Linked DNA regions of Bactrocera dorsalis: region 1 is linked to region 2. The links are chromatin contacts, called in public Hi-C maps. All regions are on one chromosome and are shown on one strand. The core of a region is the stretch at or near the end of the contact, and the rest is flanking DNA. Distances in the headings are between cores, read along the strand shown.

Region 1 (3,587 bases), core at 271-2,770, 57 kb before region 2:
GCGCGTCTACTAAAACACAACGTATTTAGTTTCCGACAAAAAGCAGACAACACAATTAATTTATCAGCAAATGTGAGGCAACAAGAATTATTTTGATGTTTTCATTTTTTACATATTCGCTTAGGTCTGGCCAAAATTCGCCGTAGAAGATTGCAAACAGGTGGAGTAGTCAGAGAACGTACCGTCAGATGTCGCTGCTGTTTGTAACAAACAATGTTGCCGTACCGCTATATATTTGCGTTGCCGTTTTATTTAGAAGAAGAAATGCTCTTGAGAAGCAATTAAACGGATTCTTAATTAAAAGAGAGGTTAATAAATTTACAATAACAAATATAACAATAACACAAATCATATAAAAATACGTATGCGAAATATATGAAAATAAGTATACGAAATTTCAAGTATATAAATTATTTTACATAAAAAAACATGTACGCCATTTATCTATTTGTTTTTAAATATAGACAAACTGGTGGTTTGTTCCTCTGTGTTGGAATCCAGCGGCAGTTATTTCTTTATAAAGCGACAACGCCCGAAGTTATTTAAAAAAATCGATCTTTGGTTCGAGGTGCGTGGTCTACGTAATACTAAAGCGGCCAGTGAAAGTTCGCTTTTAGTCGCCACCGCTTTACTATTTGTATATATGTATATTGTTCAAAGACAATTTATGGGTTAACTAACTGTATATCCGCTTTCGGCCATATTATGTCATTTGAAGTCGGAAACGGATGTTTCGCATCACGGCTCACACCACTTCCAACCATTCGAATTCTTCTGTTTTGCTTTTGTTTTCATCGACATGCATGCATACAAGCGAAAGGCACACTGAAGAGAAAAGCTTATACGCTTCTATTTGAATGTCAATAACAAAAACTTGAATTTACGCGCTTTTGCCGCGACTAGCTATTGCAAAAAAGCTTTCGCAAAAGCTTCCGCCAAAACTTTTAGCATTGAATGTTGCTGCTGATGCTTGATTAACGCGTACACGGCTGCTGCCGTCCTTGTTCTTCAAATGATTTTTTAAGGCCAAGTGCAAGTGACGAACCAAACTTCGCCTCGTCCGCGGCGCGTTCACAACGGCAGCTGTTCGAAAAAATCAAAGTGGTTGTGCCTTAGTAGCTGTGCGTGTGTGTTTGTGTGTCATATATGAAAATAAGCACAAAAGAACGAGCAAAACTTTACTTAGTTTTTACACTTTCCACTTTGCGTTGATTTTCGTGTATCCAGAACATTTCCGCTGCGCGCTCTCCGCGACTCCATCAGCCACACAGTACGATAGCTTACCAGCATAACAGCTAAACGGCGCTCCAACAGAGACAACCACAACCATATCCTCATTGACAGTGCGACTGACTTAGTGGTCGTTTTATATTATTTCCTTCTTGTTCTTGCCGTATGTGTGTATGAATATTTTTGTCTTTATTTTTATTTTTAGTATAACATGAGTATGTGTGCTGTATATTCTTGTTCTGTCACTGTGTTTCTGTGTCGCTGCCGTTGTTGGTGTTTTTATGCCTTGTCTTCTGTACTCTGTCTTCTATCGCCTATCGCACATTGTGCGCTGTCGCCCGTTTCGTGCCCGTGCCCGTATGTTCGCTGCAACGTTTGCGTTCGCCTGTGTTCCCGTTCCGTTCGCATTCGTGTCAGTCGAGATTGAGAGTGCGAATTTGGCCTACAGACCTAATTTTCTGTCTGCAGCCAAAACAAACCCAATTAAATACCTAAAAATCGCGTTGAAATTTAAGTGAACTATTTAAATAAACTAATAAACAAGTGCTACGCAATGTGAGGCGACAATTCGATGAGCGCATACAATACAAAATACGCAATAAAAAAGTAGGAAATCGTTTTCTTCGTCACTTCATTGGTGTGAACTGTGCGAATTGCACAATTATAGCGAACTTTTTTTTGTTGCTTCCACTTATATCAAAAAAAGTACACAAATTGAAGCAGTGAAGTTGAGCAATGCTTGGTGTTTAGGTGGCGGAGTGCGGCGGAGTGTGTAAGAAATTATCGCGTACGCGTTCGGGAGCAACCGCGAAGTGCGCGCTGCATATGTTTGTGTGTGTATGTGCATGTCAAGTAGTTGGTGTTGCGAATAATGTGCATTGTTGTTATTGTGTCATAGCTCCCCCATATACATACAACTGTATGTATGTACCCCTCCCACAGGCACTAGCGCATACTGTGCTTCCAAGCGCTGACATACCGTATGTACATATGTATGTCCATAATTCGCGCTGTGTGCGCTTGCAGCTGTGTGTATACGAAGCTCAGACGGACGGCGACGTCGGACGACGAGCCGATAACTAGTTGTGACGGCTGCTGCTGCCGCTGCTACAGCTGCAAGATATTTTTTGAATTGGACTGCAATTTGCAATGCCATTCTGGAGCTTTCGCAGCGCAGCGGGATTAGTGTTCCTAGTAATTGTGTGCTAATAAATCGCTAAAGAAAAGCGAAAATAAACGCATAACGCACGTAGCAAAGCGGTAACCAAAGCGGCCAGTGTACAGTGCGCTCGTAATATTCATCCGCCGCGGTGTACCGCATGTGAAAAAAATGTGCATAATTTTGATTAGAAAACAGTATAAAGTGTATAAAATCATATTAGATGTGAAAGAGAGCTTCAAAGGCATGAGTGTGTGAAAATTAGTGCAAGTTCATGTGCGGAACTTACAAACATACAAACATACATATGTACGATATAAGAAGGAAGTATATACAGCTAGAAGAACAGATGTGAATGCGCTGTATTCCTGCAGGCAGACAGTCGGTAAGGTGAACCCAAGTAACCAGCAGGCTTGGAAGTGTTTTATAGTGCGACGCAGCAGCGCAATGGTGTGGCCAACAGAACGCGATTCAAGTGAAAGGAAGAAACAACAACTTGGCTGGTAGGTTGGCTGCTTTGTATGCTGGTATTAGCCCTGCTAGATGCTGTAGCACAATGTATAGCCATAGTAGTGCGAAAATATTATAAGGAAGAGGAAGAGGTGTACGTATTTCCAGCACGTCCGTGTCCGTATATATCGCTAGGCTGCTATGCATAGAGAACGTTACGCAGCCGAAGAAGAAGCAGAATAAGAGGCAGACGAAAAAGCAGCGGAGGCAACCAGTAAATACATGCACACGTATGAACAAATGTGTATTGGAAAATAGAGGGGTTAGTGCGGAAATACAAGCACATATATACACACTAAAAATCACTACCACTATAGTACATACACCTATTGCGCTACATACATACTGTCAAACGCTGTATAAACGCACGGTGAGCTTTTGCAGCCAGCCAGCGCACAGGCGGAAACTGTTGCTTGAATAGAACGAAGCGTAAAGCAAAGCAAATAAACATTGTGGTTGCCAATAAGTGAATACGAACGGAGGGAACGGTGGCGGGCAGCGGACGCACAATACTAAAATCCACTAAGCACATGCATATATGCGCAAACCGTAAGCATTGCAAAAGCTAGCAGCCATTTAGTTAGCTAGTCAACGTGTACGAGCGAGACAGCGCGTTTGACGCGTAAGTGTGTGCGTGTGTGTGTGCGCGCGAAGCTGAAAGTAGAAGTAGAATTAGCAGTAGCGCAAC
Region 2 (3,748 bases), core at 387-2,886:
AGAGTTATTCTGCGTTGGATTTCGATGGTTGGTTTTAATACGGGTTCAAAGATAGACGAAATTATCTGCGACTTCGAAGTTATGACCGTCAACAGTGAGGTGGGCGCCAAATCGCGAGTTTGACGAGTGTTTGTTTAATGACAGGAGATATTTCATCTTGCCCTCGTTCACTACCAGACTTGCTTTGCTTTCTTATCCAGTCTGGAGAAAACAAAACTAACGGCGAGTTGACCTGCTGATTGATTTTAGATTGGAATCATGACCGTAATTTTGAAAAACAAGCTTACATTGAAAAAAGCTCGCCGCCGGGGGTACACTGCGCTGTCGAACCAAAACATTCAAAAGTTCCTTTTACATTTACCTCACCTTAGCGTAGGTTATCAAGTCCTCGTAAAAAGAGTTAATTAAACTCACCACAAATATGTAAATATTCTTTTATGTACATATGTATTTATGTTTCGAAGTGCTTACATTTTCCTAGCATTATCTTTGCTCATAGCGCTGCTTACTTACACTTTCCATTAATAGAAACAGGAAGTATTTTCCCACCCCAAACTGCTCAGCTGTTAGTGATGGCATCTTAAACCACACATACACACACACTTAAAAGCTTAACCACCAACCAAATATTTAATGTACATAGGGTCACTTACGCTTTTGTCAAACGTACTCTCCGGTTCTGGAAGATGTTGATGGTGCTGGTGATGACTACAACTGTAAACACCCACTAACCTACATTTCAAGCAAGAAACACAGCTGTAAATTTCCGTTAGCACGTGTACTAGCAGAGGCTTCCTATATAAGTATGTACATAAGTATGTCTGCTTGTATTTATCCCGCCCCCTTTGCGGCCATTGGATTTCCCTCTACGCGTGTACACTAACCAAACCCGACACTCATATTTCGTATATCCTACGACCACCTCAACACACTCCTTCGCGCATTTTTCTTTTATTTTCCTGCTTTATGTTGTTTTTTTGTCGTGTGTTGTTGCAGCTACACCGCTATGTTGTTAATCGCCAACTGCATTATAATCATACCCTACGCCCCATTTCCGAAAACTTCCCATCATCTTAAAAGCATTCATACATACATATACATATATATACAAACGCATACATATATGCTACATGTAAATATGTATAAATATATACAAACTGTCTATATTGACGAATTTGAATCGCGTGTATTGGGCCAGCGGGGGTGTAGGCCACGTGAGGTGCGACACGCTCACGAAGCGCCGAACGGCGAAATTAATCTATCTAACATAGACCTGAATCTGTAGCGAAAAGTAGGTCAACACTACACTTTCACTTATTACATTATTCAATGATGATGTATTTGTTGTTGCCATATTCGTACGTCGTTTCGTGGTTGCGCTCTTAGCACACACACACTTATATAAATGTATATGAGTACCAGCGATTCACTTAACTTCGCACCAAACCCCCGTCTTACCGGCAATTTATGCAACAAACTCAGAGCTTACGCTCAGCATGAGAGCGTTAAACAAGTGAGAGCGCTAATCGAGAGCATGCGATGCCGTAATAGTTTGCTTGTGTGCGTGTAAGTGGGGTAGGCCAGATTAATGTGGGGCAATGCGAGTGTAAGTGGAGTAGGACTAGTGCGGGTCGCGTCGGGTGTGTTGTAAGGCGCTACTTACTTTACGAAGCGAATTATTTGCATGCAACTGAGCGCTCGTATAAAGAGCGCCGTAGAATGACTGAGAGAGTTCACTATAGACTGTTGGCGCTCGGGTGGGTGTAAGATCTTCAAGACAAACTATGAAAAGCTTATAGTTATAAGCGCAGTCTCTGCCGCCGCTGTCAGTTTGAAAACACGCTTGCTGTTTTGGCTTAATTGCTAATAACTTCGTGTGCAGCGCGCCAACAGCTGGCGCCGAAGTTAGCGTTTGCTGCTACAACAAGCGCATCAACAGAGACGACAACTATTAGCAGCGAGCACAATTAACAGCAACTACAAACATCAACTGCATTCCGAGCGCAGTGAGCGCGCGGCATGAGACGCCGAGTCGCGCAATGCTCAGCTATTATTTCATACCGAAAGCAAAAGTGAATTCTTTGGCTTTGGGTTTTTGGGTCGCCTCGTTTGCTATGCATGTGTGTTGGAGTGTGTGTGTGCCGATGCATGCGCTTTGTGTGTGAATGTGTTTGTTTTGACGTTTGCTGACGATGTGGTGTTGCTGCAATGGAAGAGCTTTCGTTTTCAATAAAAATATGCTCTCTATCGCCGTTGTGTACAGAGTTGCCACGATTTTCGAAGCACTAAGCATTCTTGATATTGGGCGAAAGTTTAAAGCAATTTATATTTCTTATTTGAATCATGGTGATTTTTATGTGATTTAAAAATGTTTAATTGTTGAGGATTTTTTAAATTTTATTTTAATATAATTAACATTTTATGTGATGTAAACTTTTAAAATTACATTAGCCTTTCAATAATATCAATTGAATAAATGAATATTGTAAAGGACCTAATAATCAATTTCAGTCCTTGTCACGAGTGCAGTGCCTCCTTATTCCTCCTTAGCTTCAAATTTAGATTCTTGTAACGAACTGAAAGGCTTTAAATAAATAATGTAAAATTATTGAACAAATCTGGATATCATGTTAGCTTCGGAACTACTTATTTACATAACAAACGTTAAATTAAATGTCTCTCACTATTAGAAAGAAAACCATTGAGCTCATTATGGAAATGAAAATCTTCTCATAAATTTCATTACTCTTTCCTGTTCGGCTTAAATACGCGAAGCACTTATGTAGATCTGTCGAGTGAAATCAAGGCAAGAGACGAAGAAAACTTTTGAATTTTTTTTTTATATGAAAATCCTACCACTAAGTGAACGTCTAGTAAACTTATATAATAATATGAAAAATAAGCGGCGGTTGCATACTATCATACATAAAATCTGATTAATATAATATTTTTAAGTAGTTCGACTGTCTGTATATACCGATTTAGCCATGTCCGTTTGTCTATATATACGCTTACTAATTTTCCCTCAGTTCTTTGAGATATTGATCTGAAACTATTTTTCTTTTAAAACAGCTGCTCAGAAAAGAGTTGACATACGATTTAATAATGAAATTTGAGGTAATACGCGAGAAATCTCCGAATACCATATTCGACGAATTTGAAAAATGCAATTTGGTTTATATGTACAGAAGCTAACCGAGACGAACTATGCGATAATGCAGAGGATTGGGCATGGAATACATTTTTTTTACTCTCTACCAAGTGTTTAATGTTTTTTATCCTCAAGTGTAAGCCCCGTAATCGAATATATGAAATTGCTAGATTTGTGTAAGATATTTAAGGGGTTAATTTTGAAACATAACATTTTCTACATCTTCTATAGACACATTAAATATGTCGGTTTTTGCGAATTTGGTTGCTGATAGATAGACTTGCGTTCTAAAATATGAATGAATATTGTGCCATTTATTAGTAGAAGATTAAAGTAGAAAGATTAGTCGGTATCCTTACCCACTGATTTTTCGATAAACACATAATGCAAAGCCAATATATACATACACTGCAACTAATGCTATTCTAGCCATCGCAATAGATCATTCGGCCGAAATAGGTCTCATATAATATTTTCTATGTACTCCTCCAGGCAATATTTTTAATCACTACCAAAATCACGGCAACCCTGCTGTATTCTTTCTCTCACCTCTGCCTCTACCTCTCTCTTCACTTTAGTTGGCCGCAATATTTCTTT

What was found. Hi-C and Micro-C count contacts between places; a contact is called where the count stands out from the background.
Region 1: a Hi-C map of whole body shows a contact between it and region 2, with 5 times the contacts expected there. The contact joins the promoter of LOC125778704 here to the enhancer-like site in region 2. A contact is called at or near these places in 2 of 2 Hi-C or Micro-C datasets (both in whole body).

Annotation. Positions count from the first base shown.
Region 1 is chr5:47,517,517-47,521,103 of ASM2337382v1, reverse strand. It overlaps LOC125778704 (putative uncharacterized protein DDB_G0277255), which reads left to right and starts at 1,520. Exons shown (of 2, transcript XM_049457764.1): 1 at 1,520-3,521. It overlaps LOC105224284 (E3 ubiquitin-protein ligase rnf146), which reads right to left and starts at 149. Exons shown (of 4, transcript XR_007422877.1): 1 at 1-149.
Region 2 is chr5:47,460,524-47,464,271 of ASM2337382v1, reverse strand. No RefSeq gene overlaps it. Among protein-coding and RNA genes, the nearest start is that of LOC105224283, 13 kb to the right of the region's middle. Within about 2 kb of position 1,636, the one cell type or tissue checked has open chromatin away from gene starts, as enhancers often do.